Linked DNA regions of Sus scrofa: region 1 is linked to region 2. The links are chromatin contacts, called in public HiChIP or PLAC-seq maps. All regions are on one chromosome and are shown on one strand. The core of a region is the stretch at or near the end of the contact, and the rest is flanking DNA. Distances in the headings are between cores, read along the strand shown. Region 1 overlaps KIAA0391 (mitochondrial ribonuclease P protein 3). Region 2 overlaps PSMA6 (proteasome subunit alpha 6).

Region 1 (5,322 bases), core at 189-2,688, 150 kb after region 2:
ATATACCTTTTGATTTTATTCTCAGAAAAATCCTACGAGAAATTTGAGATGCAGAGGGGAAAGAAGACCAAGTTAATGACTACATAAAAAATATACCTGGAGTTCCCATTGTGGCTCGGTGGTAATGAACCCAACTACTATCTTTGAGGATTTGAGTTTGATTCCTGGCCTTGCTCAGCGGGTTAGCCATCCAGCATTGCCGTGAGCTGGTGGCAGATGCAGCTCAGCTGGCAGTTGCAGCTGTGATTCAACCCCTAGCCTAGGAACTTCCATATGCCCCAGGTTTGGCCATATAAAGCAAAAAAAAACAAAAAACAAAAAAACACAAAAAGACAAAAAAACAAAAACCCCACCTCGGTTCCCTGGTGCAGGTTTAATCCCTGGCCCAGGAACTTCCACATGCTATAGGTTTAGCCAAGAAAAAAAAAAAAGAAAGAAAGAAAGAAAGAAAAGAAAAAAGAAAAAAAAATAGCCCTCTATTTCTGACTCCCACTCAACTCATTACTTCATAGAGTTGATTGATCTATTTAGTTTATAAAGCAGAAAACAATTTATCAGTGGCACCTGCAAAAGCCACCAAAGTTCAAAATTTTCTCATAGCAATGAAGCAGAATTTACTAGCACCTTTACTCAATGACGAGTTCTTTTGCAGCACAGCAGGTTAAGGATCCAGTGTTGTCACCGTAGCAGCTTGGGTCACTGCTGTGGCTCAAGGTTCAATCCATGGCCCTGAAACTTCCACATACTAAGGGTGTGGCCCAAAAAAGAAAAATAAATAAATAAAATTTTAAAAAATTGTTTGAGTTGTATTTTTGTCTTTTTTTTGAGTCATTTTAGGTCCGCACATGCAGCATATCGAAGTTCCCAGGCTAGGGGTTGAATCAGAGCTGCAGCTGCCGACCTACACCACAGCCACAGTAATGTGGGATCCAGGCAGCATCTGCAACCTACACCACAGCTCACAGCAAAGCCAGATTCCCCAACCCACTGATCCAGCTCATGCATCAAACCCACATCCTCATGGTTACTAGTTGGGTTCATTACCTCTGAGCCACAATAAGAACTCCTCTTTTTGTTCCTCTTAATGAAAAAAAATCCTGAACAGAAGGACAGAGAAGGGGAAAACTTAAATCCTGGAATTTTTAGTGCTTAAGTTAAATAACACTAAATCTGACTCATGTTAAACAGGCATACAGTAAATCTTTGTGCATCACAGTGGTAAGAAAGTAGCCTATGGAAGCTAATTATGTGTTTGGCAGGAAAAAAAAGGGAAGTGCTTTTACTCTGAAAAAAACCCAGAAGGTGAAAGGGTCAAGCAGGCAATGGATGGGGCAAGAAGACTCAGGTAGAAATCTTGGGGATATCCCGGGAATACTCATCAGCTCAAGTGACGTGTCTTGGACATCTCATCAGTGGTTTTCCCTGCCATGTCTAACTTATACACAAATACTGAATAACTTGAGAGCAATGTACAACTGGAAGATGAGTCATTCCACCAGTAATCATCGAGATTAAGGGAAATTTCTACTTTCCTGTGAACTTTGACACAGTGTGCATCCGTTTCATCAACGCTGCTAGCAACTACTGCTAATTCACATCTGCAGCACTTTTCTTCTGTTGCCATTAACTAAGCAAGCGATAGCAGCTAAATATTAAGCACTCTTCCACCCTCAGAAAACATACAACAGACTAATGAGGAGGTAGGATTACTGGTATAGTATAACAGCATGTGTAACAGAATCCAAAGAGCATTTGAGTCCTGGCTTCATAACTTAAAACTGTGTAGCTCTGGCAAGTTAATTAACTTCTCTGAGCTTCAGTTTCCCCTCTGTATTTATAATACTCCTTCCCTCAAAGTTATTATGATGATTAAATGGTACAATTTTTTTTTCTTTTTCAGCTACTCCATGACATATGGAGTTCCCAGGCCAGGGATCAGATCTGAGCTGCAGTTGTGACCTATGCTGCAGTACGGCAATGCGGAATCCTTTAACCCACTGTGCCACAGTGGGAACTTCTAAAAGGTATCATTAAATGCATGGTAACTATGACCTAAGAAATATAAACCTTGGATAATTTAACACATAAATAAGATTTATTGCACACCTACTAGATGCCAAACATTAAGAAGGGTGCCATGTCCCTCGAAGAGTTTATACTGTGGTTGAAGAGACAACAGATGCTGATGTGAAAAACTCAGCACTAAAACAAGAACATATGGTATAGGATTAACAGCCAAATGTGTGCCAAAGTTCATAAATGCTCTCCGTTCAAAGGAAGAAAAGATAGATACAGAGGTCGAAAAGGGTTGTGGAAGAAAAGGGACTTGAGACAAGTCTTGTAGGAAAAACAGGACTTGGGAGACATGGAAAATGTACTCTATGCATTTTAGATGAAGGGGAAAAGCAGAGGAAGAAAACAGCAAAGCAGTCCAGAGCCAGCGAGTAGCCAACGCCAGCTGAAGCAGGTGTTTGGAGGGGAAACTAATAAGAGATGAGGCTGGAGGGAGTTCTGTGGTGGTTCTGCACTTGCCAGTCAGCTTGCAAAGTATCACACTGCTAATGAAAGCAGGGGTCCATCAAGAAGGATGCCTACCTTTGAGGAAGCTGGGTTTATCTGCTAATTCAAATCATCTGAGCATATCTGGTACTGACACAAAGGCCGTGAGGTAATTTTTTTAAAACTATATTTAAATCATCAGTGAGGGTAGCTCAAGCCATACACATTCCACTCTTCCAATGATAAGTCCCCAAAAGAGAAGCCAGCATTCCTTTAAGTGCAGGAAATCACATCTTACTTCTCTACAGTTGCTGCACAGCTGAGGAAATGCAAAAACAAAGAGGAAATGTGCCTGGAGAGCTTATTAACAAAGAGTGGAAATCCCCTCCCTCCACATCTCCCAATTAGCACTGCTGAGGATGTTTAAGCTCTCCGGCTCAAATTCCCCTTCATGGAAGGCCTAACCACACAGAACCAATCTACAGCTGCCATCCGCACTAAGGCAGGGATAGAGGCACACTGGAGCATTCCACGTTGCCTCTCTGGCTTTAGTTTTCACTATATAATGGGTTAGCATGGACAGGTTTTTGTTTTGTTTTGTTTTTTAACTCTGGAACAACTGTTAATAGCCCTTTTGCAAAGCAAAAACAATGTGGTTCAATCGGCTCTCTCCAAACTCTGATCTAACTTTTGTTTCTCATGCATTTCATAAATGAAAAAAGAAACATCTTTTGCACCAAATGCAATTGACATGGCAAGTTCCAGTATTTTAAAAATATTATTTGATGGAGTTCCCATCATTGCTCAGTGGTTAACGAATCTGACTAGGAACTATGAGGTTGCAGGTTCAATATCTGGCCTCGCTCAGTGGGTTAAGGATCTGGTGTTGCCATGAGCTGTGGTGTAGGTCAAAGACGCAGCTCGGATCCTGAGTTGCTGTGGCTGTGGTATAGGCCGGCAACTACAGCTCCAATTAGACCCCTCGCCTGGGAACCTCCATATGACTCGTATGCGGCCCTAGAAAAGACAAAAAGACCAAAAAAAAAATTGAGTAAAGAGATGGACTTTCACTTTCTATGGGGACATTTCTGAACCATTCTTTTTTTTTTTTTTTCTTTTTTTGTCTTTTTGTCTCTCTTTGTTGTTGTTGTTGTTGCTATTTCTTGGGCCGCTCCCGCGGCATATGGAGGTTCCCAGGCTAGGGGTTGAATCGGAGCTGTAGCCACCGGCCTACACCAGAGCCACAGCAACACGGGATCCGAGCCGCGTCTGCAACCTACACCACAGCTCACGGCAACGCCGGATCGTTAACCCACTGAGCAAGGGCAGGGACCGAACCCGCAACCTCATGGTTCCTAGTCGGATTTGTTAACCACTGCGCCACGACGGGAACTCCATTTATTTATTTATTTATTTATTTATTTTTGTCTTTTTGTCTCTCTTTGTTGTTGTTGTTGTTGTTCCTATTTCTTTGAACCATTCTCATCTTTTATAATGAGGATGTTTGGGGAAAAAAATACTACAAGATGTTGCCTCTGCAGGAAATTCACTAAGGATACATTGTTTTATAATCCCCCTCTTCATAACTTCTGAAGGCATATAAGCATTTATTTAATACATCAGTTTAAAAAAAAAAGATTTTTACAACAGAAATTTCAAACATATACAAAAGCAGACAGAATAATATAATAATAAATCCCAATGAATCCATAAACTAACTTTACCAACTCATGGCCAATCTTGTTTCATGTGTACCCCACCTACTCCATCCCCCTTTTCCCAGTTATTTTTGAAGCATATCTCAAACATCACATCATTTCATCCATAAATATTTCAGTGTGTAGCTCTAAAATATAAAGTTTTAAAACACAACTCACTAGCGTTATTACACCTAAAAAAAAATCAACAATAATTTCTTAACATCTCCAATAACTGGTGCTCAAATTTATTTGATTGCTCAAATCATGAATTAAAGGCCCAATATAGTCCATACATTACAAATAATTGATATATTGCAAATCACTTTTTAAAATCTTTTTTGGCCACCCTCAGCATATGGAGTTCCCAGGCCAGGAATCAGATACAGGCCATGACCTTTGCTGCAGCTGTAGCAATGCCAGATCCTTTAATCCACTTTGCCGGCCTAGGGATCAAACCTGCATCCTGATGCTGCAAAGACCCTGCGGATCCCAGTGCCTCACAGCAGGAACGCCTACAAATCAACTTATGATCTATGGGTCTTTTTTTTTCTCTGTTTCTGTCTCTGTCTCTCTTGGCTTGCAACTGATTTACTGGAAAAAAACAAAAAAACAAAAAACAAACTAGGTATGAGTTCTCACTGTGGCTCAGTGGGTTAAGAAACCCAGGTTAGATCCCTGGCCTTGCTCAGTGGGTTAAGGATCTGGTGTTGCTGCAACGTAGGTCACAGATGTGGCTTGGATCTGGCGTGGCTGTGGCTGTGGCCTGCAGCTGCAGCTCCAATTTAACCCCTAGCCTGGGAACTTCCTATGCCACAGGTGTGGCTCTAAAAACACACAAGGTTGTTTGCCTGAGAATTTCTTACAGACTGGATTTGGTGATTGCACTCTTGAGGGGTAACATTTCCTGTTTTTTTTTTTGGCCATACTCACAGCATGAAAAAGTTCCCAGGCCAGGGAATGAACCCACGCCAAAGCAGCCACTTGCAGCACTTAAGTGACAACACTAGATTCTTAAACCACTGCACCACTAGGGAACTTCTGGCTCTAGATGTTAGTCAGATCCAAGTCTGATGTTTTCATGTACCAAATTCTTAACTCTCCTATTTCCTATTTCTTGAAACCC
Region 2 (5,689 bases), core at 2,382-4,881:
AAAATGACAGTAGACCTTTATAGAGCACCATGGACTTGCATGGATAATCCCAGGGCAGCAGCTCCTGAACTGGAAGAACCCTGCTTCTCTTTTAGGACACTTTACAACTCATGACTCAGCTCTGAAGAGGATGTGGTTGGTGAAGTTTCCTGCCTCTAGTGGTCACAAGTTCACATGGTGTCTCCTTTTGAGGGCCTGCTGACTGCAGAACAGGGACAGCTGACTCCAGGGACTGCTATTAGACCAGCAGCCACAGTCACCTGCATGAGGTAACAACAGTAGCACCAGTCTCAGCCAGTGCAAATGAGGACACGAAATGTTTTGGCCTTAGACATTCCAGGATTTTTGGATTACCTAAAACCACGACTCAGGTCATCAGAGAACCACTCTAGGATGTTTAAACATTTTGTATATTAAAAAACACTTATGCTCTTCTTTCCCCTTTAATGTTATGGTGTTATCTCTACTACAGACCAATTCCTTTATTTAAAAAAAATTTTTATTGAAGTGTAGTTGATTTACAATGTTAAGTTTCAGATATATAGCAGTGATTCGGTTGTATTGTTTTATATATATTACACACACAGCAGTTCCCTGTGCTATATAATAGGTCCTTGTTGGTTATCTATTTTATATATAGTAGTGTATAGTATATTTTGATTCCACACTCCTAATTTACGCCCCCACCCTTCCCCTTTGGTAACCTTAAGTTTGTTTCCTGAGTCTATTTGTCTTATAAATTAAGTTTATTATTTTTCTAGATTCCATATGTCTTTCTCTTAGTACAATAACTCTAGGTCCATCCATGTTGCTGCAAATGGCATCATGTCATCCTTTTTTATGGCTAATATTCCATTATATATTACACACATCTTCTTTATCCATTCATCTATCAATAGATACTAAGAATGCTTTAGACCAATTCCTTCAAGTCTGCTTTAAGTATTTAATCTTAAGGCAACACAGGAAATACACATATTCTACAACTTTTCTATCATTTCCCAAGGGCAACTACAATTTCTGCTTTTAAAAAAATATTGGTTCTTATTGAGTATAAAATAAAAATGTATATCTCACCTACTGAAGATCAATAATGCTAATCATTTTATTATAGTTAAAATCTCCAGTGGGACTTGGAGTCTAGGTTTAGGAATGAATGAGAAATTGTTTGTAATGTATTCATTATGCCATATAGGCTAGAGTTTAAATTTCTGTTAAATTACCTAAGCCAAAGAAACCTGGATCTCTTAATTAAAATGAAAAAAGCCAAATGTGATGATGGTGAACATTTAACCCTTTGTGTGTTAACACTGGAGGTAAAAAAGACAGGATGCAATTACTTTCCAAAAGCACTGTGTTTATTTATACAGAGTCCTAACCACTTCAGTGGCAGGAGGAGTGGGAAAGGTTCCTTTTTCAATCCAGGGGCCTCCATAGGTTGGTCTGTTGTTACCAAACACACAGATAAGTGGCGTCATGGATTTGGTAAACTAGCTACAACGTTTAGTCTCTCTCTGCTAGAGCAACAAGGTGAGCGTCAATCTCTGCTTCTGTAAGAATCCTAGAGGACAAAGGGAAAAATTCCACATTATTTACGTCTCCAACTTTTTATTATGCAAAATCCCCCCAAACACACAAAAGTAGGATAGTACTGAACCCCCGTGTATTTATCACCCAACAATTACCAATTTATAGCTGATTTTTAAAAAATCTATATACCCCACACTCATCCCTTCAAATTATTATGAAGGATTCCCAGACATCGTATCAACTTCATTTATACACACTAATGTGTACTTCTTTGATATGAGATCTAGAATTAGGTCTTTTGAAAGCAAAACCATTATGGTTGCAACAATGAAAGCAAATATTCAAATATAAAACTAGACTATACATAAAGTATTCTATTTTAGCTTCTATGTCAAAATACCTTTATACCTAGCATAAAAGGTTTGTTAGCAGCCGAGAGACAAGGCATGCTGTGCTGAACATGCTATTTTCTAAATGAAGTTTCCCCCAAAGAAATCAACTGCTTGGCAACCTTTTATTTTATTTTATTGTCTTTTTGCCATTTCTTGGGCCGCTCCTGTGGCATATGGAGGTTCCCAGGCTAGGGGTCAAATTGGAGCCGCAGCCGCCGGCCTGTGGCACAGCCACAGTAACGCGGGATCCGAGCTGAGTCTTCAGTCTACACCACAGCTCATGGCAATGCCGGATCCTTTAACCCACTGAGCAAGGCCAGGGAGCGAACCCGCAACCTCATGGTTCCTAGTCGGATTTGTCAACCACTGAGCCATGATGGGAACTCCATTGGCAACCTTTAATGTGGACTTTTAAGAATAAAATTTGTTGGGAGTTCCAGTCATGGCTCAGTGGTTAACAAACCCAACTAGCATCCATGAGGACATGGGTTTGATCCTTGGCCAAGCTCAGTGGGTTAAGGATCCGGCATTGCCGTGAGCTGTGGTATACAGGTTGCAGACATGGCTTGGATCCCTCATTGCTGTGGCTCTGCCACAGGCCGGCGGCTGCAGCTCTGATTGGACCCTTAGCCAGGGAACCTGCATATGCCAAGGGTGTGGCCCTAAAAAACAAAACAAACAAACAAAAAAAAAGAGCACAATTTCTTAAAGTGACAATATATTTTGGGCCCACCCATGGAATAATGGAAGTTCTTGGGCTAGGTAAGCAAACCTGCATCAGTGCAGCAATCTGAGCTGCTGTAGTGACAACACCAGATCCTTAATCCACTAAGCCACAGAGGACTCCTAGAAGTGACATTTTTTTAGTGCAAACTGAAATATAAAGCAGTGTAATGCAAATAGTTATATAGTTGTTGATGGTTATGTTATATATCCTAGTTATTTAAGTATACTATCAGAATTTATAAATGATACAAGGGCCTTTTGAAGATATAGGATCTTTCGTTTCTTATCTATTTAACTAACAGATGGAAATAAAAATTTTAAAGGCTGGAGTTCTCTTGTGGTGCAGCAGGTTAAGAATCCGGCTTGGGTTGCTACTGTGGTGCTAGTTGGATTCTTGGCCGGGAAACTCAACAAGCTGCAGGAATGGCCAAATAACAAAAAAATTTAAAAGGCTATAGGAGGGTCTCAGAACATAAAACAAGAACCAACTGTAGGTCCTTCAGAGATATCTATAAATTGTTCCTGCTGGAAATTTACTGTGTTGTTTTTTTTTTAAAGCAAACTTTTCAATGACGGGGGCAGGAGATGGGGAAGACTGAATTCTATTTTGCTTTTTAAAAAATTCTATAAATTTTCCTTAAATCTTTCACTTTTTAATCACCTGCAAGGCAACAAAAATAACAAATTAGAAACAAATATTCTAACTCAACTCTTCAAGGTCTGGTTAAGCTTAGTTTACTACCTTTTTTTCCCCAACCCTAACTATGACCACGTGTCTTTATAATGTGACCCAAGATTAGACACACATAATAGTTAACATGCCTTCCAGCAGCTTCTGTGCATCTGTGGATTTAACTGAAGTATTTTTCGCTATTCACAGGATCATCCAGGCTCATGGAAAAAGAAAACCACCTCACAGAACTGCTGGGAGGATTAAGTGAGCTGATATGTTAAGCACCCAGTACAGATCTGACTCATGGAAGCTGTGAAGTTGATTTGTGGGAGTTAGTCACTAAGTGAGTAAGAACAGACAGCATCCAGCATCTGCAATTCAATTAGCTATATGCAAAATTTGGGGGTTTCAAAGATATCTAGATAGGGTTTGATGTATATTAGTATTTCATATTGTTCTTCAAAGCTCCACTTAAATGTACTAACTAATCAAAACTCCACCTGAAAACTACTTTGGGAGGGTGAATTTCTATTGGCTTTAAGCTAAAAACAGAAAAAACACTTCTGCTTACTTTACTCCTTATATAAAATGAGAAGAAAAGCAGTTATGTCTTAAAGACATCCAATTAAGTTTTAAACCCATCTCTCAGGTACTAAAGGAATCAACAACAACCAACAGTAGGGTGGTCCCAGGTGGTCTAACTGTAGTTCAAAAAAGCATTTTTACCTCAAGTTACAGGACAAATGGACCTATAAACCTCCACCTTTCTAGGCTAGAATTTATCACTTGGCAAACTTCTCCAAGTACCTGGCTGACAATATAACTCACCTGAATTTAGGATTTTCAACTGTAACCACTCCAACTTCTATTTCTGAAGGCTTGAAATCAATTGATAGAACAGTAGACAGGCATGTAATTGCAGTCTGAAAAAAAATATTGATATTAAAATAATACAGTATTTTTCAGAGATTCCAAGATTTTCTCATTCCAAGCTTATTCAGTCATGAGTTAACCACAAGCTAATCACTTTTGCTACATGTTTGAATGATGTAGTTCTATAGCCACACAGACTGCTTTATTTTAATGTCACCTGACAAGAAACTTGTTTACGTTGAACCATAAATTAAAGGGGTCCAAAACCAGAATAGGATAATTTACACAAAACAGTCTATTTGCTTGATGATTACTCCATGCCAGGCAATATGTTTGGAGTGAGATGGGGAGAGGATAAAGATGAATGATATGGGGGTGGGGAGGGGTGGGCTGGGGGTTTGGGATGGAAATGTAAAATTAGGTTGTGATGATGGTTGTACAGCTATACATATAAAAAATTTATTGAGTTTTTTTTTTTAAAAGATCAATGATACAATCTTCCTTCAAAGAATTTACAGTAATAACAAGTAAAGAATGTTTTAAGTGGCTTTATATCTGATGTGATCAATTATACGTAATTTTGAATTTTTTAAAACAAGACCGTTAAGAAACATTTAAACAAGACACTAGCTTCACATCTCTTAGTGTATGATAATACTGCCTACCAAACAAGAAAGTATTAGATGGTAATTTTTCTTTACTCATTTATCAGAATTATGTTGTTACTCTTTAGAATAACTATCTCAGACCCTCATTTCCACAATCTACTAAAATTCTGTTTTTAACTTCTTGGCAGTAAATAAGAGGCTTTAGTTTAATGTTACTAAGTATTTGTTTAAGAATGTTGGCTTGTCCTGTCAATTTAAAACTTCCCCATCATAATGAATAATCCCCTCAGGAAACCCTATCTAAAGCTAGCTCTACTTCCACATCCCAGGTATAATTTCTCTGCCAAGATATCCTGAAGGCATATTTACTATGAAGATGTCTGCTTCTGAGAATTTATTTATTTATTTATTTAATTTATTTGTTTTTAGGGCCACACCCTTGGCATATGGAGGTTCCCAGGCTAGGGGTCTAATCAGCGCTACAGCTGCTGGTCTACACCAGAGCCACAACGACGCAGGATCCTAGCCGCATCTGCAACCTACACCACAGCTCACGGCAACCACCAGATCCTTAACCCTCTGAGTAAGGCCAGGGGTCGAACCTGCAACTTCATGGTACCACGATGGGAACTCCTGCTTCTGGGAATTTAATGTGTGGCTGTTTTTCCTTTAGGACAATAAGAGAAATATTACTGACTCAACTTTTTCACTTTTGCTTCCAGGATGCTTAAGCCTAATTTAAATCACAACCATGCAGGTCTTTGGGCATGGTCTTGATTCCTAGTCATATTTTCCCATTTTATATGTGTTTTGTTGAAAGCAGTTTCAAACACATGAAATGAGATAGGGAATTAGGTGAAAAAAAGCAGTCCTCATTGTTTCCATGT

The links. HiChIP or PLAC-seq counts read pairs in DNA pulled down with a chosen protein or histone mark.
Region 1: an H3K27ac HiChIP or PLAC-seq map of alveolar macrophages shows a contact between it and region 2. The contact joins two enhancer-like sites. A contact is called at or near these places in 1 of 47 Hi-C or Micro-C datasets (epiblast stem cells) and 1 of 2 datasets of contacts at active chromatin or transcription factors (alveolar macrophages).

Annotation. Positions count from the first base shown.
Region 1 is chr7:64,727,538-64,732,859 of Sscrofa11.1, forward strand. The region is part of intron 4 of KIAA0391 (mitochondrial ribonuclease P protein 3); the gene reads right to left. Among named protein-coding and RNA genes, the nearest start is that of PPP2R3C, 33 kb to the right of the region's middle. Within about 2 kb of position 1,439, at least 8 of the 83 cell types and tissues checked have an H3K27ac peak or open chromatin away from gene starts, as enhancers often do. A contact at or near this core is called in alveolar macrophages, where this site is marked.
Region 2 is chr7:64,576,905-64,582,593 of Sscrofa11.1, forward strand. PSMA6 (proteasome subunit alpha 6) reads right to left here. Exons shown (of 7, transcript NM_001139472.2): 6 at 4,150-4,244; 7 at 1,343-1,561. The coding sequence ends at 1,504. Among named protein-coding and RNA genes, the nearest start is that of PSMA6, 24 kb to the right of the region's middle. Within about 2 kb of position 3,632, at least 7 of the 83 cell types and tissues checked have an H3K27ac peak or open chromatin away from gene starts, as enhancers often do. A contact at or near this core is called in alveolar macrophages, where this site is marked.